Linked DNA regions of Sus scrofa: regions 1 and 3 are each linked to region 2. The links are chromatin contacts, called in public HiChIP or PLAC-seq maps. All regions are on one chromosome and are shown on one strand. Each heading gives the region's core, a stretch centred on a gene start, on an enhancer-like site or on the middle of the called end of the contact. The rest is flanking DNA. Distances are from core to core; before and after follow the strand shown.

What was found. HiChIP or PLAC-seq counts read pairs in DNA pulled down with a chosen protein or histone mark.
Region 1: a contact with region 2 is called in an H3K27ac HiChIP or PLAC-seq map of skeletal muscle. The contact joins the promoter of LOC100515643 here to the promoter of HSDL2 in region 2. A contact is called at or near these places in 3 of 5 promoter capture datasets (fetal liver, fetal skeletal muscle and liver) and 2 of 2 datasets of contacts at active chromatin or transcription factors (alveolar macrophages and skeletal muscle).
Region 3: an H3K27ac HiChIP or PLAC-seq map of alveolar macrophages shows a contact between it and region 2. The contact joins the promoter of GNG10 here to the promoter of HSDL2 in region 2. A contact is called at or near these places in 2 of 2 datasets of contacts at active chromatin or transcription factors (alveolar macrophages and skeletal muscle).

What each region holds. Positions count from the first base shown.
Region 1 is chr1:252,424,328-252,427,789 of Sscrofa11.1, forward strand. LOC100515643 (dnaJ homolog subfamily C member 25) reads left to right here and starts at 2,030. Exons shown (of 4, transcript XM_021067479.1): 1 at 2,030-2,449. The coding sequence starts at 2,117.
Region 2 is chr1:253,122,623-253,126,199 of Sscrofa11.1, forward strand. HSDL2 (hydroxysteroid dehydrogenase like 2) reads left to right here and starts at 1,850. Exons shown (of 11, transcript NM_001197021.2): 1 at 1,850-1,938. The coding sequence starts at 1,922.
Region 3 is chr1:252,450,759-252,454,272 of Sscrofa11.1, forward strand. It overlaps GNG10 (guanine nucleotide-binding protein G(I)/G(S)/G(O) subunit gamma-10), which reads left to right and starts at 2,251. Exons shown (of 3, transcript XM_021067494.1): 1 at 2,251-2,445. The coding sequence starts at 2,365. It overlaps LOC110256067 (a long non-coding RNA gene), which reads right to left and starts at 2,237. Exons shown (of 2, transcript XR_002337286.1): 1 at 2,161-2,237. It overlaps LOC106509234 (a long non-coding RNA gene), which reads left to right and starts at 2,618. Exons shown (of 2, transcript XR_002337288.1): 1 at 2,618-2,899; 2 at 3,473-3,514.

The DNA of each region.
Region 1 (3,462 bases), core at 780-3,279, 700 kb before region 2:
GAGCGTGTATGAAGGACGTGGACTGGGAAACCTGCACAGCTGAAGAGCCTCATTGGAGGCAAGGGTCAAGGAGCATCCTCAGATGTTTCAAATATGGAAATGACATGATCAAATGAAGCGATGACGGGCACCTCCAACGCAACAAGTCTCAATTGAATGGTCCTCTTACACCATACGTTTACTTTCCGTCTGGATTCCTTATTTCAGGAATGGCGCTGGGTTTCCTCATCAAGAAACCTGTGTGTTATCATGATTCATTCCTCTCTTTCGCTCCTGCAGAACCAATGATTAAATACCATCTATTTTGTGTCATCAATGTGTCTCCAACATTCCCAGCGCTATCTGGTACTTACTGCACAACTCCCTTATCCCCCAGACTTCTCCCTCACTCCCAACCCTCAAATTATCCTCTATCCTTTTAAAGTCAATTTAGATGTTAATTCCTCTTGAAATAATTGACCTAACACTTGTCTTTGATAATTTCAAGTTAGGCTACTCTCCTATGTGTTTCTATTGATTCTATATCTCTTAATATGTTATACATTCATGTATATCATATGCATACATACACACACAGTGTAAATATGCTTATATAATATTATATATTTATCTTTACGCTGTTTCATTTTCTCAAAAATTTTGTTTTATAGTTCATTTGCTTGTTTATTGCCTATCATTCTCTCTCTTTTTAAGCCCATGCTCGTGGCATATGGAAGTTCCCAGATTAGGGGCTGAATCGGAGCTGCAGCCGTCGGCCTACACCACAACTCACAGCAACACTGGATTCCTACATCACTGAGCGGGACCAGGAATCAAACCTGCATCCCCAAGAAGACTAGTCGGGTTCATTACCACTGAGCCACAAGGGGGAACTCCTTGTTTATCATTCTCCAGCAGAATATATACTTCCTGAAACCAAGAATCTTGTCTGCCCTGCTCACTACTATATGCCCAGAGCCTACAACGGTGCCTAGCTCATAGTAAAGACTCAGTAAGTATTTACTGAGTGAATGACAGAAACAACACTTTTTATTTTATTTTGATGTCTTTTTGCCATTTCTTGGGCCGCTGCCTTGGCATATGGAGGTTCCCAGGCTAGGGGTCGAATCGGAGCTGTAGCTGCCATCCCACGCCAGAGCCACAGCAACGTGGGATCAGAGCCGCGTCTGCGACCTACACCACAGCTCACGGCAACGCCGGATCGTTAACCCACTGAGCAAGAGCAGGGATCGAAACCGCAACCTCATGGTTCCTAGTCGGATTCGTTAACCACTGCACCACAATGGGAACTCCAGAAACAACCCTTTTTAAAGCAAAGTTCTTGTGCTACACAGTCCATGCAATATTTGGGTATAGTACACTAGAAATTTGTTTATTTGAGATACAAATTTAACTGAGCAACCACTATTTGTTTCTGGCAGCCCTACCCCCAGAATACATTTGAGAATACCTGGAGACATTTTTGATTGTCACGACTCGGGTGGTACAACTGGGATTTGGTCTGTAGTGTCCACGATGCTGCTAAACATCTTCCAATGCATGGGACAGGCCTTGCAAGGCAAAGAATTATCCAGTCCAAATGTCATAATGTGGAGTCTGAGAAACCCGGCAGTAAATGGCCATGAACTTTAAGGCAGGATAGCGACTGGAATCTCTAAGTTCAGCTTCCTTTTGAAAAGGCAGAGTGGGGTTAGTGAGGAGACCTTGGGTACACATCTTGACATCCAGATGGCAAGAGAGCCGGACGACCAATTTCAGCAGGTGAAGTCAGGATGCCTAAAAGACTGGTGGGAAGGGCACTGTGGACAGTAAAGCGCTCTGCACACACTGGTTAAGTGCACGTCAGACACTGACATCCTTACGGTCTCTCCAACTGAGAACAAATCCTCAAGCCACTGGGACTAGGAGCGCGGTCAAAGACACCGGAAGCTGGCGGGGGCCTGAAGCGTCCGGCTCCCCTGGCCACAGTCGTAAAGGAAGTGGTTGCGGCAGCCGCGTCCCGTGCGCCTGCGCGTAAGCTCCGCCTGCTGACGTGGAGCTGGGCCCGGAGGCAGAGCCGGGCGCGCCGCCGAGTGCGGGAGTGCGGCTGGGGCACTGCAGCCACGGCCGAGCCGGGATGGCGGGGCCGCTAGCTCTGCGCCGGGGAGTCCGGGCTGCCGGCCGGCGCTGGTTGGTGCTGCTGCCGCCCATGCTGCTGGCGCTGCTGCTGGCGCGGCCCGCGGGGGCCCTGGTGGAGGGTCTCTACTGCGGCACGCGGGACTGCTACGAGGTCCTGGGCGTCAGCCGCACGGCGGGCAAGGCGGAGATCGCGCGGGCCTACCGCCAGCTGGCCCGGCGCTACCACCCGGACCGCTACCGGCCGGAGCCAGGCGACGAGGGCCCCGGATGGATGCCCCAGAGCCCGGAGGAGGCCTTCTTGCTGGTGGCCACCGCCTACGAGACTCTCAAGGTGAGGTTGCGAGAGCGAGGTTTCCTGTGACTCCGGCGCGGGGCGCGGCCACCTCACCACCGATAGGATGCTGCGTGACAGCCCATTCGGCCCATTAACAAAGATGGGAGCCTTGTTGGTCTTGGGGGGACATCCAGCCCTCTCCTTTTTGTGACAGTCTTTTGTTATGCAAAGCTTTGGACTCTTAGGATTTAGTGAAAGCATTTTAATAACGTGCAGCTCACACCCGGAAAGCAGGGTGATTGTTGTACCAGGATCTGTGATAGATCACAGGAAAGGTCTCCAGTGACAATGCGATCACGCCAATTGGACATAACCAATTGGGTTGGTTCGAGATGGGTTTAATTGTGACATTTCGCTTGGGTCTAAGGTTACAAAAATACTAAGAACATCGCATGTTTGGATGCTTGACTCTTGGCTCTGACACCCCTGTATGACTTTGGGTAGTGACTTCGTATGTCAGAGTACCTGTTTCTTCATATGAACAATTAAGGCTATGATACCTGCTTGTGGGCTTGTTGTGAGAATTAAATAATAAATGAGAACCCCCCCCCCCCCCGTATAGGGCCTGCCAGTAGGTGCTTAATGACTTGTGTTTTAAGACTCTGAGAATTCCTAGGGGGAAACGGTTTGAATATCTGTGTAGTCATTTGACAAATGTTTTATTGAGTCTATGGGGATAGGGAGATTTAGCCAGATCCTGTTTTCTCCTACTACTGTGAAGATGAAACCATAAGAAGTCAGAGTATAAATCATATTTGGTGTAAGTGTTACTGCCTCAAGGGCTCCATCATGGCAATGCAACAGCAGTTGCAGTCGTAGGGTATTTTTTTTCCAACCTTTCAATTTCCCTTTTTGAGGTAGAGTTTTCCTTCTTGCTGTATTGTCTCCTTTTAATGACTGCTTTGAGTGGGTATACTATAATTTAACCATGGATTATTTTTCTAGGTTAGATTTCCAGACCTGAAAATACTGAGTCAGGGAGTTAGTTAATGGCTCTTCCTTCTTGCTTT
Region 2 (3,577 bases), core at 600-3,099:
ATGCTATTTTTGCCCTAATCCAAAACACACACACAACACATATAGGTATCTCGCTCTCACAATATTGTTAATAAATTAACCTTTCTCGTGTTACATGATTTTGAATTTTAAAATATCAGTGCCATCTAGTGGTTATTCTCGACATGTTTCATTTATTTTGGATATCTTCCAATGAGTGGAACTTCTCTTTTTTTAGGTAGATATCCAGTGGACGGTAACCAGGTTTAACTTTTGGGGCACCTGCGAAACTGTTTTCCAAAGTGGCCATGCCATTTTACATTCCCACTAGCAATGAATGAGTGCCCCAATTTCACTACATGTTGGTCAATACTTAGTATTTTCCATCTTTTCTAGCTATCCTAGTGGGTGTAAAATTTCACCATGGTTTGGATTTGTATTTCCCTAGTAACTAATGCTGTTGGGCATCTTTTCATGTGACTTCTGGCTTTTGGTATATCTTCTTTGTTGAAATGTCTATTGAGGTCCTCTGCTCATGTTTAACTTGGGGGTTGTTCCTCTTTTTGTTGCTGCGTTGTAAGCATTCTTCATACATTTTGGATACTAGACCTTATAAGACATATATGGCTTGCAAGTATATATATATATTTTCCATTCTGTAGGTGGTCTTCATTTTCTTTAAGGAGTGGAAGGTTTTTTCATCTAACAGTCCCTACCAATGCACTTTCTAAAACACCTAATATTTACAGGTCTAAAAAACATTGGTTACTCATTCCTCCTACATAGGCCGAGGCCTTACCTTTTTTGCCCTGCTGTATCTCCAGTGACCAGCACACAGTAGGTGCTAATATTTGAGTAAGTAAATTCCTCCGGAGTTTCTAAGGACCTTATCATACATGACAAATTCAAATGCCTATGAGACTGGCAAGATACATAAATGAGCAAATAGAGATATTTAGGGCTTGTAATAAAAGGGATAGTACATATCCTAGCTTCAGACTAGTTTCTTTAACCAGTCTTCATAAAACAACCTCGTCATCCTGCTCTACCTCTTCAAAAACAGAATTTCTTCACATCTCCCTAAAAATATTATGCCAGTCTTTAGTTCATTAGGGTTGCTGAGCTATGTCCAAGGATACCAAAAGCAATACTGGCTCCCAGAATTCACTTTATCCCACCGAATTTGGGAATTTCCTCACCGAGATACTGGCTAAGAGTCGCAAAATCCAGGTTAACTCTGAGTTCTTCGGCACGATTAGTGTGTATAGAGGTCTGATCCAGAAGCTGCCCTTCTCCAAGGGCTTTCTTTATCTATCTATCGGCCTACCGGCGTTAGTCCAAATTCGGTGGCAGAGTTGAACTGCGACGCTGGCCGGCTTCTGGGAGAAGGTGCTTATCTGCCGAGGAAAAGCAATTCCTAAGAAGTGCCTCTGAAGGCGCGCGTGCAGCCGGGCAGGCGCCCAGGTGCCATTGTGGAGAGAGAGCCAAAAATCCGCTGAGAAGCTGCACCTCAGCCCTCCAGGTCCCTGCTGCACGACTCAAAGGGTCATCCCGCCGGCAAAGGCACTCAGCACAGGGGCGAGAAACCGTTCACAGCCCTGGGGAGGGCGTACTGAGCGGCTGACGCACCACTACTCCAGACGCGGGGTAGGCACCGATTGTCCCCGTAGAGCCCCGCACGCGGGGTGGGGCAGAGTTGTCTCTCAGAGCGCTTGCGCACAGAGCCGGTTTCCAGGGGCCAGGCGGGGGGAGCTGGAAATTAGCGCCAAAGAGGACAACTGCGTGCGCAGGCGCACTCAGCCCCCTTCCGCTCTTTGGAGCACTCAATTCTCCCGCAGGCCTTGGGGCGGGGCCCTAGGGGGCGGGGATGGAGCGGGGCTAAATGCGGAGCAGAAAGTCAGCTTCTATTTGCAGTATTCCTTCCTGTGGCGGTTGTTGCCACCGACTCTGGTCCGCGGAAGTTATGTTGCCCAACACCGGGTAAGAGGATGCGAGCGCCACGGGGAAGGGACCAGGCCGGGCGGAGTGCGGGGCTAGGTGGAGCCGGAGTAGATGGCTTGGGTGGCCCGACCCCCGCGGTGGGAGGATTAAAGCAGCTGCCCGGCGCGGTCTGGAACGCTGCCCCACGCTGGCCGCGGGATTCTTCGACTCTGCGGTAACTCATGAAAAGTAACGCAAAGTTGACTACTTCGGGATGACAGCCATGTTAAAACCTCTTCCACAGGTAAAGAATTCTGAGCGAGGTACCCCGCCGCCCCAAGAGCGCGTCCCACCTTCGGCTTAGCAATAGCTGTCTTGCAATAGCGGCCTTGCTGCAGGCCTTTGAGTTCTAGGTGAAAGGTCACAGGGACACCTAATGATTCTCCTCTTGTTCCGAACGCTCAGTTCTGGAAGAATAAAAGGATGAGGTGTTTACACAGAGACTTTACTAACAAATTAAACTAATCTTAAAGTATGGGTATCTTTCGAGAGAACTTTTTCTTTTGGCCAGGCCCAAGGCATGTGGAAGTTCCCAGGCCAGGGATGGGACCCAGGCCATGGCAGTGACAACCTGGATCTTAAACCCACTGCACCACCAGGAATCAATCTGTTCTTTTAAGGCTTTTGTGTTTTTGTGACAAAGCTGTAAGCTGTTGTCATCTTAAATTGTTTTGTTTTTTAACTTGTAAATATTCTAGTATTTTTGTATGATTTTTTTTTCCATTCAGATTTTTATTTTCCTGAAATGATGTACTGTTTTGCATAATATTTTGGCATAGGAAGTGAGTTAGAAAACTCACTGTTTATTCATTTTTTTATTCTGTTACTTTGGACTGTATTCATGTTACCAGTACCAAACTACATTAACTGCTCTAGTTTTATAAAATATTTTAGATCTTGGAAAATCCTGCCACATTTGGATTTTTTTTTTCAGAATATTCCTGGTTATTCTTTGATGTTTATTTTTTTAAATGAACTTTTAAATGAACTTTTTGTGATTGCTTTTCTGTCTTAAAAATAAAAGTTTCATCACATTTACCAGAATTTTGAGGTACCAGAGAATTTTGGAGAATTGTAGTGTAGGTTAAGTTTTAGTCATCCTCCAGTGGTACTGATGAATTTGGAAACTTTTTTTCTTGAGATGGAGGGGTTTTAGTAGTTGAGATCCAGTCTTCAGGTTAAGAGGAAAGCTGCCTTTGCCTTTCTTTCTGCCAATGCCTGAGACTTTGAGCATGAACATGTTCTTTATCCTACTGGGAATCAGTCCAACTAGACCAAAGGCAAAGAGGCCTTTTTTTTTTTTTTTTTTCCTTAAAAATATATTTTTTTGAAGTATAGTTGATTTAAAATGTTGTGGCTCAGTGGGTAATGAACCCAAGTAGTATCCATGAGGACATGGGTTCAGTCCCTGGTTAAGGATCTGGTGTTGCTGTGAGATGTGGTGTAGGTGATGTGGTGATGTGGTGTAGGTCGCAGATCTGCTTGGATCCTGTTGTTGCTGTGGCTGTGGTGTAGGCCAGCAGCTATAGCTCTGATTATGGGAACCTCCATATGACACAGGTGCAGCCCTAAAAAGCGGGGGTGGGGGGGTTAATTTCTGCTGTACAGCAGAGATTCAGTTATACATATATATACACAT
Region 3 (3,514 bases), core at 1,001-3,500, 670 kb before region 2:
TAGGTTGGCAGAGATAAAGAACCACAATACAGAATTATGAGGGTGCAGAGAAATTGGCAGCCTTATGGTGGGAATAGCGATTGCTACCGGAGGACAGGGAAAGAGGAGGATAAAGTAGGGAAAAGTGTTAAAAACTTTATATTTTTTGATTCACCAATTCCACTTTTAGAAATGCATCCTAAGGAAATAGAATAGACATGCACAAAGCTGTATGTTTCAGGTGGCCGTCAGGGTGTTAAGGAATAAAACAGTAGGTAAATGAACTATGATCCAGTTGTATAATGGAACACCATGCAGATGAAGAGCATACTGATAGATGAAGAGCATTTTTTTTTTTTTTCTTTTTGCCTTTTCTAGGGCCACTCCCGCAGCATATGGAGGTTCCCAGGCTAGGGGTCGAATCGGAGCTGTAGCCACCAGCCTACGCCAGAGCCACAGCAATGCGGGATCCGAGCCGCGTCTGCGACCTACACCACAGCGTTGCCGGATCGTTAAGCACTGAGCAAGGGCAGGGACCGAACCCGAAACCTCATGGTTCCTAGTCGGATTCATTAACCACCGCGCCACGACGGGAACTCCGATTTTTTTTTTTTTTTTAACTGCCCCTGGCCCCCTTTTAGTATCAGAATCCTGGTTTTCCTTTGGGAAATTGTCTCCCCCTTGCAGTCCATATGGTTCGGGTGGGTGATGTCCTCGTTTGAGTTCCCTGGAGAAAAAGGCTGAGATGGAGCTTTTCTCGCAGAAAGCCTGTTGGGAAGTGTCAGAACGCCTGTGGGGGAGTCTAGGAACTGGGAGTTAGGCAGAGAGAGGAACTGAACTCTGAAGCGGCTGCCATAAAGGCCTCAGATGACTGCTGAGTGGAGCACTGGAGCTAGGATCGTCTTTCAATGTTGTGCCAACTCGAGGCAAGGAGGGTGGGGTTCAGATTTTCTACAGCCTCACATCAGTCACTGGGTGACAGCTGACACCAGGAAGGGTGGCTCTCTGGCTAAGGGCAGTTCCCAAGGGGACTCAGCTGAGAGGTATCAGCGGGTTGCTACTCCCAGCAGGTGAAAGGAGTACCTTAGTCCTAAATGGGGAAGTTGGGTGGTACACCACAGCACCCACTAGCTCACCCCACCTCTCATCCCGCTCTGGGCCTGGTGCAGCTAGTCTGAGCATTCCAACACTACAAAACCCTTGCCTTCAAATAGGGATTGGTTCAGGGGTGGACAGGTGACTCAATAAGATCCGTGAGATTCATCAGAGGGATTTTGCTGTAACAACTAGAAAAGCGCTACTATCCCTGGGTTTCTTGAACTGGGACACTGAAGGCATGGAACCTTCCTTCACGGCACTAGGAGGAGTGAGTCTATTTAGCATCTAGAAAACAAGGTCAACACTCAGAAAAAGCAGAGCGGAGAGATGGAGAATGAGAGTGCTACAGCTATTATTTGAGCAATTAAATTTGAAAGTTCCTGGGCTTTCCAGTTACACAAGCTAGTATGTTACCTTTTTGCAGTACTTAGGTGGGTACTGACACACAAAGGCGCGAAAGAATTATTAGGAAATATTCATAACACATTAAGTGAAAAAAATCCACAAATAATACACACTTTACTTATACTAATGATTCCAGTTTTGTAAAACAAACGGACGTCCACTATAAAAAAAGAAAATGCAGCACAACAGAAACAATAGTTACAGTTCAAGGGCCAGATGGGAGTGAGAAGGCTGAATTTAATTTTCTTCTCTACGTTCCGCAAAGATGTTAGGGTCTGAGATTTTACCCTGCTTACCTTCCTAACCCTAACGCGTGGTAGGACTCCCGCCAAACAATAACAGGCTAATGTATACACCTGTTTCTGTTCCGTGGCAATCCTCACCCCCCCTGAGATAACACTCTCGCAGGGCTTAGAAGCCTTCACGTCTGGCTTATTTCTCCCACTCACTTCACCCCTTGCCCCAGCCACACACAGTCCCAGTTCTGGTTCACCAGGCACGCGTCTTTGCTTTCTCCATTCCCACACTCTACACCCACCCCTGCTCCTCCCAAAGCCCTAGAAGCTTCGATGTGGAGGAGGTGAGCGCCCCTGCGTGGGGGGCGACGCGCCACAGGGGACAGAGTTTAGAAGGCAGAATTAAGTGTCAGGCAACTCGGAACCCCAAGGTGTCGCTTACCTGCGGCGTCTGTGTCAACGCGGGGAGCTGCGGAGCGGCGGGGCGGAGCGGGGCCGGGCTCCCGCGGCGGGGCGGGGCGGGGCGGGGCTCCGGCGGCGGGGCGGGGCCGGGCGCAGCGGCTTCCCCGCCCCGGGGCGGTGCCGAGCCTCTGGGCCTCGTTATCTGCCGGCGCCCGGCCGCCCGCCCGCAGTCCAGGTCGCCGCCATGTCTTCCGGGGCCAGCGTGAGCGCCCTGCAGCGCCTGGTGGAGCAGCTCAAGCTGGAGGCCAGCGTGGAGAGGATCAAGGTGAGGCCCTCGCCAGCGCCTGGCCTCGGGGCGTGGAAACCGCCCGCTCCCGCCCCGCCCCGGCATCTGTGGGCCGGAGAAGAGGAGGCCGCGCCGGAGCCGGGGGCTGCGGGACCCGCCCGTTGGCGAGCGAGCCCGCAGGGTCCGCGGAGCAGCGGCGGGACGGGTGAGCCGCCCAGAGGACGTTGCTTTCGGTTCGGCCTCGTTGGGTCGGGGGCCGCGCGGTGGCGGCTTGAACCCAGGCGCCCGTGAGAGGCGGGGACGCGGGGGGCCCAAGGCGGGTCGACCGGCCTGGGGGCGCCGGGGAGACGCGCCTGTCCTCGCGAGGGTTGTCCGGGACCGAGAGCCCCGGGGGCGGTCTCGTTTCAGTGATGTGGACACAGTGACTCGGGTGCGGGGCCGACGCGAGGACACCGGGATCGCGGGGGACGCGCTAGTGGCCGGGATTCGGCTGGTGCGGGAGGATGGGGTCCAGAGCTGCGGAGGCGACTGCACCGACGGGCCTTGGTGATGGGTTGATAGGATGAGGGAGGAGGAGGGCGCTGCTCGGGTTTCTGGCCTGGTGGGATGGATGGCGTTGCCATTCGCTACGGTAGACAGAGGAGATCATCTGATGCATCTAGTTTCGGATACGTGGACTTTGAGGGGATGCCCAGGAGGTGTTTGGCAGCCTGGGCTGAAACTCAAGAGAACAAAACCGAAAGAACATACAAGGGTGAAAACTGTAGAAAGAGACCAGATCGTGGAACCCAGGGACCGACCGAAAGAGGTGGTCTCGAGAAGAGCAGGAGCAAGAGAAAGCAAGGTTACCGAAGTGGGGAAGGAAGATGGGGTTTTCATAGATGTGGGACTTAGTCAACATGTCCATTATTTAGTCAGTTGATGAAAAAGCATTTGTTGTGTAATTGTGGTTAGCAACAAGCATAGATCATTTTTTCGTAGACTGTGTGTGGTGAATGAACGAACACCGTTGTGATATTCCGTGAACCTCAGTAATGCCTTTTCTCTGTACCACACCCTATCCTAGGTATTCAGAATATGGTGATTCTAATGGGGAAGATAAACGATA